Linked DNA regions of Rattus norvegicus: region 2 is linked to region 1. A link is a contact called in public Hi-C data. All regions are on one chromosome and are shown on one strand. The core of a region is the stretch at or near the end of the contact, and the rest is flanking DNA. Distances in the headings are between cores, read along the strand shown.

What was found. Hi-C and Micro-C count contacts between places; a contact is called where the count stands out from the background.
Region 2: a contact with region 1 is called in a Hi-C map of liver, with 3 times the contacts expected there. The contact joins two enhancer-like sites. A contact is called at or near these places in 4 of 12 Hi-C or Micro-C datasets (the A7r5 cell line, hepatocytes, kidney and 1 more).

The regions. Positions count from the first base shown.
Region 1 is chr20:47,055,722-47,059,960 of GRCr8, forward strand. It overlaps Armc2 (armadillo repeat containing 2), which reads right to left. Exons shown (of 18, transcript XM_574794.5): 5 at 2,898-3,087. Among named protein-coding and RNA genes, the nearest start is that of Armc2, 26 kb to the right of the region's middle. Within about 2 kb of position 2,175, at least 16 of the 93 cell types and tissues checked have an H3K27ac peak or open chromatin away from gene starts, as enhancers often do. A contact at or near this core is called in hepatocytes and liver, where this site is marked.
Region 2 is chr20:47,246,947-47,251,185 of GRCr8, forward strand. No RefSeq gene overlaps it. Among named protein-coding and RNA genes, the nearest start is that of Trnas-aga, 43 kb to the left of the region's middle. Within about 2 kb of position 1,730, at least 24 of the 93 cell types and tissues checked have an H3K27ac peak or open chromatin away from gene starts, as enhancers often do. A contact at or near this core is called in hepatocytes and liver, where this site is marked.

The DNA.
Region 1 (4,239 bases), core at 925-3,424:
TTCACTGGTTTTTTGAGGTAGAGTTTTAAATAGCACAGGATGATCTCCAACTTGGCTTACTGTTGGCCTTGACTGTGACCCCCCTGCTTCTACTTCCCTCTCAGCCCTTATTCCAACCATACTAAAGGCCCCTGGCACCCTACAGAAAGGATTCCCGGCCTTAATGAGCCCTCTTACAAACTATGAAACAGAGCCCTGGGGTTGTCCGAGCTCCTGGGATTGTTAGCTGCATGGCCAAGGGCGCACAACTAAATCAAGGGACAGAGACTCTGGTTCCCAGTGAGCAGTCTACACCGTTCACAGCGATCGATCGATCGATCGATCGATCGATCGCTACCCAGGGTCACTAGGCTTTTGAAACCACCTGCTCTCTCCAGCCTCATTCCCAATCCAGGACAGTCCGAGCTGCGCTTCCAAGGCCATAGGAAGTACATACACATTTGCATAAAGGGGTTTGATGGACCAATAGGAGACCGGCACGCAAACTTTTACAAAAAGCCAGCTCTACTGTTTGCAGTCCCCACGGAAAGAAAAGGAAGAGATGATGGAGTGTGGGTGAGGGAGGAACAGGCCCTCCAAGGCGCCTGTGCCCGTGAACTTCTGGTGGGCACGCAGAGATTGCAGTAACCAGCACACAGCTGAAGACCACGCCCCCTGAGCGCCTGGGAGCCGCTTCTCTGCATGTCTGATGCTACCTTGCTTAGCAAAATATTTTTTCTCTAAAAAGTATAAAGCTAAACTCCAGAGCTTCCCAAATGTCTGAATTACCCATATTTTAAAATAAAGGCACACAAATCAACGCAGGTTTTCTGAAACATATGTTCTTTCCTCTCCCCAGCCTGAGAAGCCCGCAGGACCCCGCCTGGGGAGCCAGAGTCGTCCTTTGCTGTCCCATCCATCAGCTCCCCCTCCTCCTCCTCAGGCTCCTCCTCAGCCTCCGCTCAGCTCGTCTCCTGCCAGCAGCACATCTCACTGACAAGAATCTTCCCTTTTCCACTTTACAGTCTCAGGATTAGGATAAAAACAAAAAACCCTGCTAACTGAGGGAAGGATGAACCCAGCAAATGTGGGACTACTTCCCTGCTTAGCGACGGCCGTTTCTTGGAATTACAGTCACTTAAATGTTTACCAGAAATGATTATTGAGTGTCCCTGACTGATTCACAAATGTAATTAATGAGAGAATGGCTAAGAGTTTCCATTTTCTCGTTTGTTTTAATCCCACCACATAAACTTTTCTGTTGGCACGTCTTCAGAAAATTCCACCCCGTGCTGGAAGGAGGCAGGGACTGATTCAGAGCCCAGAAACATTACTGAGAACAAACTCCAAACTCCACACAGCCATCCCATGGGACAAAGGGAAGATGATTAGAGGCCCTGCCGAAGAAGCCTGGGCATTTGGAACAGGCCTGAGGAAGCGGCTGACCATCCTCCTAATGGGTTTGTCCTTTGCTGTTTGTGGGGTAAAGTATGTCACTAAAACGCCCCGCTGTCCCAGAAAGACAGGGGCATAATGAACCCTGGCGTGTGTGATTGTTTCGCAACTTCCAAAGTTTCATGGAAATAAATAAACAATGGGGTTTGGCTCTTGTCTGTTTGTACCTAGTCAGTTTGCATTACCATAAGGATGGTTGCTGCGGGATAAATGCTCTCTTTTCCTGCGGCAGGGGGCGGGGAGGGGAGCGCAAGCCCTGCTGCCTTTCATGCTGGGGTGATGAGCCCCATAGCCTGTACCTTCTCACCAGTTGGGAAAGGCGGCTGCAAGGGCCTGTGTTCTCTCTCCCGTTAAGGCACTAACGTCATCTTTCCCTTGATTTGAAAAATGTTCTAAACGCAGAGCAGCATCCCAAGGACTTCTGGGTCACCCAATATAAATTCTCCCTGCGACACTCTTTGGGCTGTGTCAGCAGACAAGGTCATTTCTGCTAAACTAACAAGTTGACAGTGGCCACTCTGGGGATGGGGGTGGGGTGGGGGTGGGGGGTTGCTGGTGGTCCGTGTGGAAGAGTCAACGTCAGATTCCACAAGCTAAAATGAGAGCAGCAAGGACTTGGGTCCTAAAATGGCCTGTGGAATTTAATCTTGTTAAACAAATTTGAACTGGGCAGCTGTCCATGATGACCCAATGGAAAGTTCTAGAAAAAAAAAGATCTGTAACTGAGTGACCCTCCTTATCTTAGCATCGGTCCTGTGCAGGACCGGGAAACACAGCCTATTCTCTCTGCTCTGTCTGATGCTCCAACCTCTAGATTTAAGGTTTTAGTAAAGTTTCAGGTTAAGAAATAACGTGGACCCCCATGCAATGCGCTTTTTGTCTCCATAAACTCTGCGTGTGGTAACAAAGTGCTCCTGGAGAGCCTTATATAAGAAGGATGCATAAAATAATTCCCAACCATTCATGTATGCGGGACAAAGACTCCACAGGATGCTCCTGTTACAGTTACTAGATAGCACAGCAAATATTTAAACCAAGTGTTTACTGGAGAGTAGCACAAGTGTCCACGCTTGTGGAGTTTACAACAGTGAACTAAAGCAAAGGTGGTCACAGTAATCTCCAGCCCCATCAGGAACCCCAGATAACACCCAAACAGACGGCCCCCTCAGCAGTCACTCGGGGCTGAGGCTAAGCCATCCAGTCACATCTTTATCTGACAGCCCTGTGGTACATTGTTACAGCTGTCCTGCAGGGTTTCTAAGGACACAACAGGGAATGATGGAAAACCAACCCTCCCTCCCCCCACCAACCATGGGGAGAAGAAAAATCCTCCTATTGTGCATTGACTTAAAACCATGCTCCTAGGAGAGGGGTAAGAGCAAAACAGTCTTCTGCTTAACACGGAGAACCGGTGAGAGACAATGGTTACCCCGACCCAAAACTCCACAACAGAGAATACTGACCCTCTGCTTCCGAGCTGAGGCTGTAGGGACGCTTCCTGCTCTGTGGTTTCTCTGAAGCCCTGGTCGCAGGGAAGAAGTGGGGGGTTCTTTAAATGGCGGGTGGCACTTGATGCTGTTAAATGAGCCCCATTCCTTTTTGCTGTGGCACTCCCCACGCTAACAGTGTCTCTGGACTCCACCGGGGTCTTCGCTGAAACGGCAAGGAGATTATTAGTTTTGATGTTTTGTTTGCGATCTATACATTTGTATAAAAGTTTTTACTTGTAATCAAGAATGGAGATTTTTATGGCCAACCCCTCTCTGTTCATAATTCAACTCAACTACAGTTTTGGGCTTGGCGCCATCATTTATGTGAATAAAAAAAAATGGATAGGATATTAACTATTGGCTTGGAGTCAACCTGAGGGAAGACACAGGATCATAGGTTTATGAACTACCTACCCTGCCTAAGAACTCCTGGGTTCCGTGATAATAATTCTTCCTAAAGATAATGAGACTATTCTTCTACTTACAAATAACTCACGGCTGACTGTGAAGACAGACACGTGTAATCCCAACCAACTTGGAAGTAGAGGGAGGTTAAGGGGTTCAGGGTTAGCCTTTACTACATAACAAGTTCCAGGCTAGCCCAGGATACATGAGATTTAGTGTTTAAAAAAAAAACAACAAAGTAATAGAATTTATAGTGTCAAGTATAACGGATATGTCAGTGACACGAGATTTCCTTATTTACAGGGCTTACATAGGTATTTTTATAAGTACACAGAATGTTTCAATAAGAACGGACCAAAACCAGTAGAAGTGGAAAATAATGGAGGGGATTTCGAGGGAGACAGAAAGCAGTTTCAACGGGGGTGGAGGGGGGTGGAGGGAATGGAGGGAATGGAGGAGGTGGAGAGAGTGGAAGGGGTGGAGGGGGTGGAGGGTGTAGAGGGGGTGGAGGAGGTGGAGGGGGTGGAGGAACATAGAGCAAGCAAAGAGAACACTGGACAAGTTCAGAGCGGCGTAGGCACAGAGACTCTGTAGGCCCTGGTACAGAGACACTGAAGCAGGCGTGTGCCTACGGTGTTGGGGGAAGAGCTAGACCGAGGTCCTGGAGGAGGTCTGCTGGTCAGAGGGTCACCACAGTAACAACATGACCCATTGGGAACAAGGGTTCCTAAAGAGGGCCAGGCAGTCTGGCAAGATCCCAGAGCATCCCCAAAATGAAACACATGCTGAGTTTAGGCATGTCAGATCATTTTTTTTTTTTAAAAAGAGTTATTTATTTATTTTATATCTGTGAGTACACTGTTGCTGACTTCAGACACACCAGAAGAGGGCATCAGATCCCATTACAGGG
Region 2 (4,239 bases), core at 480-2,979, 190 kb after region 1:
TCAAGGTGACATAAAATTACCCAGCATACTCAGGGAACATGGTTCTGGTGGGCAGAACCAGAAGAAGACATACGTCATTTGACGTTCTTTCCCAGGACACTTAAGTCTCTTAGGCCTTGACTATGATTCTTTGGTCCATGGCATGGAGGAAGCCAACTGTTGAGTGTGGCTCTCACCACAGCCTAGACATCATCAAGAGAAAGGAGAGCAGGACTTAAAACTGGCCACCTCTCAAACAAACGATTCTAATGGATTCCTTATATTTGATTCATTTTGCTGTATGCTTCTAAAATGTAACATTCATTTTTTAATCTTATGAGCATTGGTTGGTGTTTTGCCTGCATGTGTGTCTGTGTGAGGGTGTTGGATCGCCTGGAACTGGAGTTGTGAGCTGCCATGTGGATGTTGGGGATTGAACCCCAGTCTTCTGGAAAAGCAGCCAGTGCTCTTAACTGCCCAGCTATCTCTCCAGCCCCCTTTATAGAGTAAACATCAATCATGCATGGAGAGAGGGTCTGCAGATATGACACCTGGAAGAAGGGTTTACTCAGAGCTTGCTGGAAGGGTAGACAGACTTCTTCTTTTTTTTTTTTTTTTTTTAGATTTATTTATTCATTATATATAAGTATACTGTAGCTGTCTTCAGACACACCAGAAGAGGGCATCAGATCTCATTACAGATGGTTGTGAGCCACCATGTGGTTGCTGGGATTTGAACTCAGGACCTCTGGAAGAGCAGTCAGTGCTCTTAACCACTGAGCCATCTCTCCAGCCCCCGGGTAGACAGACTTCTGGGCACCCTCATGTTATCTGTGGCCTCGCTTCTATCTCGGCAAGGACGTTAACTAGCATTATGGCTGGGGTCTGGTAGGGCCAGGTTCCAGTGGCTCCTATTTCAAGGCAGACCTCTCTGCTGACTCTGGCCGTGCAGTCCACAGAGGTGTGTGTGGCTTGTCCCTACTCCAGCTTCTTGTGTAAGGCAGGTCCCTGTCTGTGTTGCCAGTCTGCAGGGTAGGCAGTGAGCAGGTGTTAGAATTTCTCCTTCGGAGGTGCAATGTCTCTGCCTATTGGGAACAGGAACCAGTGGGCGCCGGAGAGTTCCCAGCCTTGGGAATATCTTGCTGAGCCTTTGGAAACAGGCTGGCTCTGAAGGCTGGCAGATAGCCCTCCCCTCCCCCAGAGGAGTGCTCAAATCTCAAGCACAGCAGAGTAATCTTCCATGTGCTTGTGCAATCTCACTGTGAATAGGTCTGCATGTGCGGTTTGGAGCCAAGGAGACCAGACGTTTCTTCTGGGGTGATGGTGTCCTTCTGGAATTCTGGGAGATGAGGAAGCACAGCTGTGAGGTTAGGCTGCTCGCCCTGAGGCCATGCAGTCCAAGCTGATGGGGCGAGGGGGAGGAGACTGGAGCCAGACCGGATGGACAGGTTGCCAGCCAGAGACTTCCTTGTGTGGCATGTGACAACCCGATTGCTCTAGGCGACACTGGAATGTCTCTTGACTCTTCCACCCTTATCCACGCTTGTCCTTTGATGCCCACTTGACCCTTACCTTACCTTAGGTGCGGACTTAGAGGTTTCCCCGTACAGAGGGAAACACCTTTGTAACTCTCCTTTTAAAATACTCACATTACGTTGGTGAGAAGAGACTCTCATTGTCGGTGTGTTGTGAACTGGTTGGTCCATTGGACGTCAGCTGGGCCAACTTCTGCCAAAATTACCCATGCATGTTTCTTTTGGTTCAGCAATTCAATATTTGGGCGATGGTCCTCCAGAACTCCTGGGACATGTATGAGTCAACACAGGGATAAGACTGTTGCAGTGTTGCTGGGAACAACAGCTGGTTGGAGGTAACTCAGTGTCACTCTGCCGGCAGGGGAGTCTGGGTTAAGTCAATTACGATGTAGCAATACAGCAGACTCCTGCCAGGTGTGGCGTCTAGGAGCATCTAGGGCAGGAGTGATTTCTATTTTTATATTTTACCTTGCATTATTTTCCCCTAGCTGGTTTTATATGAGTATAAACCACTTGAAACCCGCATTTCTCATTTTCTTATCTAAGTATGTAAAATTATAAAAGTGCATTTGCAGGTGTCTTTTTTTTTTTTTCCGGAGCTGGGGACCGAACCCAGGGCCTTGCGCTTCCCAGGCAAGTGCTCTACCACTTAGCTAAATCCCCAACCCCGCAGGTGTCTTTGATATGAGCGTTTTCTCTGTATTTTCCCATGCATTTTTTAATGATTATTGTTTTAATAGCTGTATAATATTCCTTTGTTTGGGTCAGGCACTTCCCGATTATGGCTTCTAAGATGTTAGCAGGGAGAAGTTGAGGCTATGAGGACAATGTTGCCACTGTACCTGCCGTTTGGAGGTCACATAGCACTTAAGCAGTGTGGTGACCTCATTACCTCCTGCTTCTAGTCCCCAACACCCTTCTCCCATTGTATTATCTGATCCAGTCTTAGGAGTCAAAGCCACTCTACCACCCTGCCTTTAAAACTATCTTCATATGAGAAATAATACACTCCTTCCACAAGTTACAACCGTATATAAAGTGAATTACTGACAGCAAAACCCTCTTGCCTTCCTTCCCCAGACTCAGCCATTGCAATGGGTCTCCTAAAGTCTAGGTCACAGCTGCTCACCTTGGCTAGAAAGAGGGATGTGAGATTGACAGTGCGGGCATCTGAGACCTGAGGCCACTTCCTCCACTACTTTGACGGGCCACAGAAACAGTAGTTCTCTGGGTGCCATGTTGTTCTGGCGTCTTATTTCAACCCCTTCCTATGTCCTGCCAGAGTACATCCTAGGCCTGGCATTTCTAAAGACCAGCTTGGCTCAGGTCTCCACCCGGCCCATTCCCACTCTATTGAAAGGGCGAAGCGCCTTGGTCTGGACATTTCGGCAACCCACTTTTCTTGCTGGGGTTTCTGCTGCTTGAAGCACACGACGTCCCAAATATGCCCCTTCCTCACTCTCTCCTGGGCCCGAATTAGCCTCCCCAGGTCACCTGAGTTATGCTGCCAGCTAGAAAGCCCTGTTTGGTTAGTGACTTCTGCTGGCCCGGCTCTCATTCTACTGTGTTCCACTCGTCCGTGGCACTCAGGGACTCATTCAGGGCTGGGCCTGAACACTTCAGTTCGGCCCCTTTAGCCTAACTTACAGCAATCCAAGACAGGCGCCGAGTTCTTCTCTTCAGACATTTGCTGCACCAATTCTCGGAGGAGGTAAAAGCAGCTGAGCCCTTAGCGTGTGCCAGACAGTGGGCGGAACCTCACGCATGCGCACAACTCCGTCAGGGGGGTTTATGCCAGGGGTTGGATCCCCTGGAATCCCATGGAGTTACAATGTTAATGCTGGAAATCAAAGTAAGTCCTCTGGAAGAGCAGCCAGTGCTTTTACCCCTGAGCCATATCTCTAGGACCAACTTCTACATTCTTCGTCTTTTATTGAATTTTGTTTTATGTGCATTGGTGTGAGGGTGTTAGATCTTCTGGAACTGGAGTTACAGACAGTTGTGAGCTGCCGTGTGGGTGCTGGGAACTGATCCTGGGTCCTCTGGAAGTCAGTGTTCTTAAACGGCTGACCATGGTTCCAGCTCTCTACGTCCTTGATAAGGAAAATCATGAGGAAATTGTTCCTCCAGCCCCGAAAGTGTGTCGGCTTCATCCCTCTCTCCACTGGGGTGGGTCTCACGACTGTTCCCTCTTTGCTACTATGCCTACTTCCGGCTGAGTCGAGAGATGCCCAGAGCATCGTGGGCTGTTCCCCACCAGACCCAGCTGCCTTCCTCATCCTCCATGTTTCCCAGGAGTGGCTGCGTGTCCCGCAGCTCCGTTACCCGCCAGGAATTTCATTTTCCTCTACTTTTGGACACCAAGCTGCAGCTCCGCGGAGCACAATTTTGATGGCGTGTGTCCAGGGAGCCTTTGATGGCTAAAAGCCTTGCCCAGACTATCAGAGTAGGAATTGTTGTAGAGACTCAGATTTTCCTTTTAAATCAGATGTGGAGGCGGGGCCAGTCACCTAACATGGGTCTGCACAGGGACATCACACATAGTACATATCACAGTCAGGGCTGGGGCCAAGTCATGGTTCTCTCTTGGGGCTGTCACAAGGTCTGGCTACTGCCACTCAGACTTAGTGAGCTTTAAAGGGATCTAAACTCACTGTTGGCTGCGTTTTAGCCTGGCTTAGAGACCTCAGTGTCAAAGCAACTGACATCAGAGGTCTCATCTTTT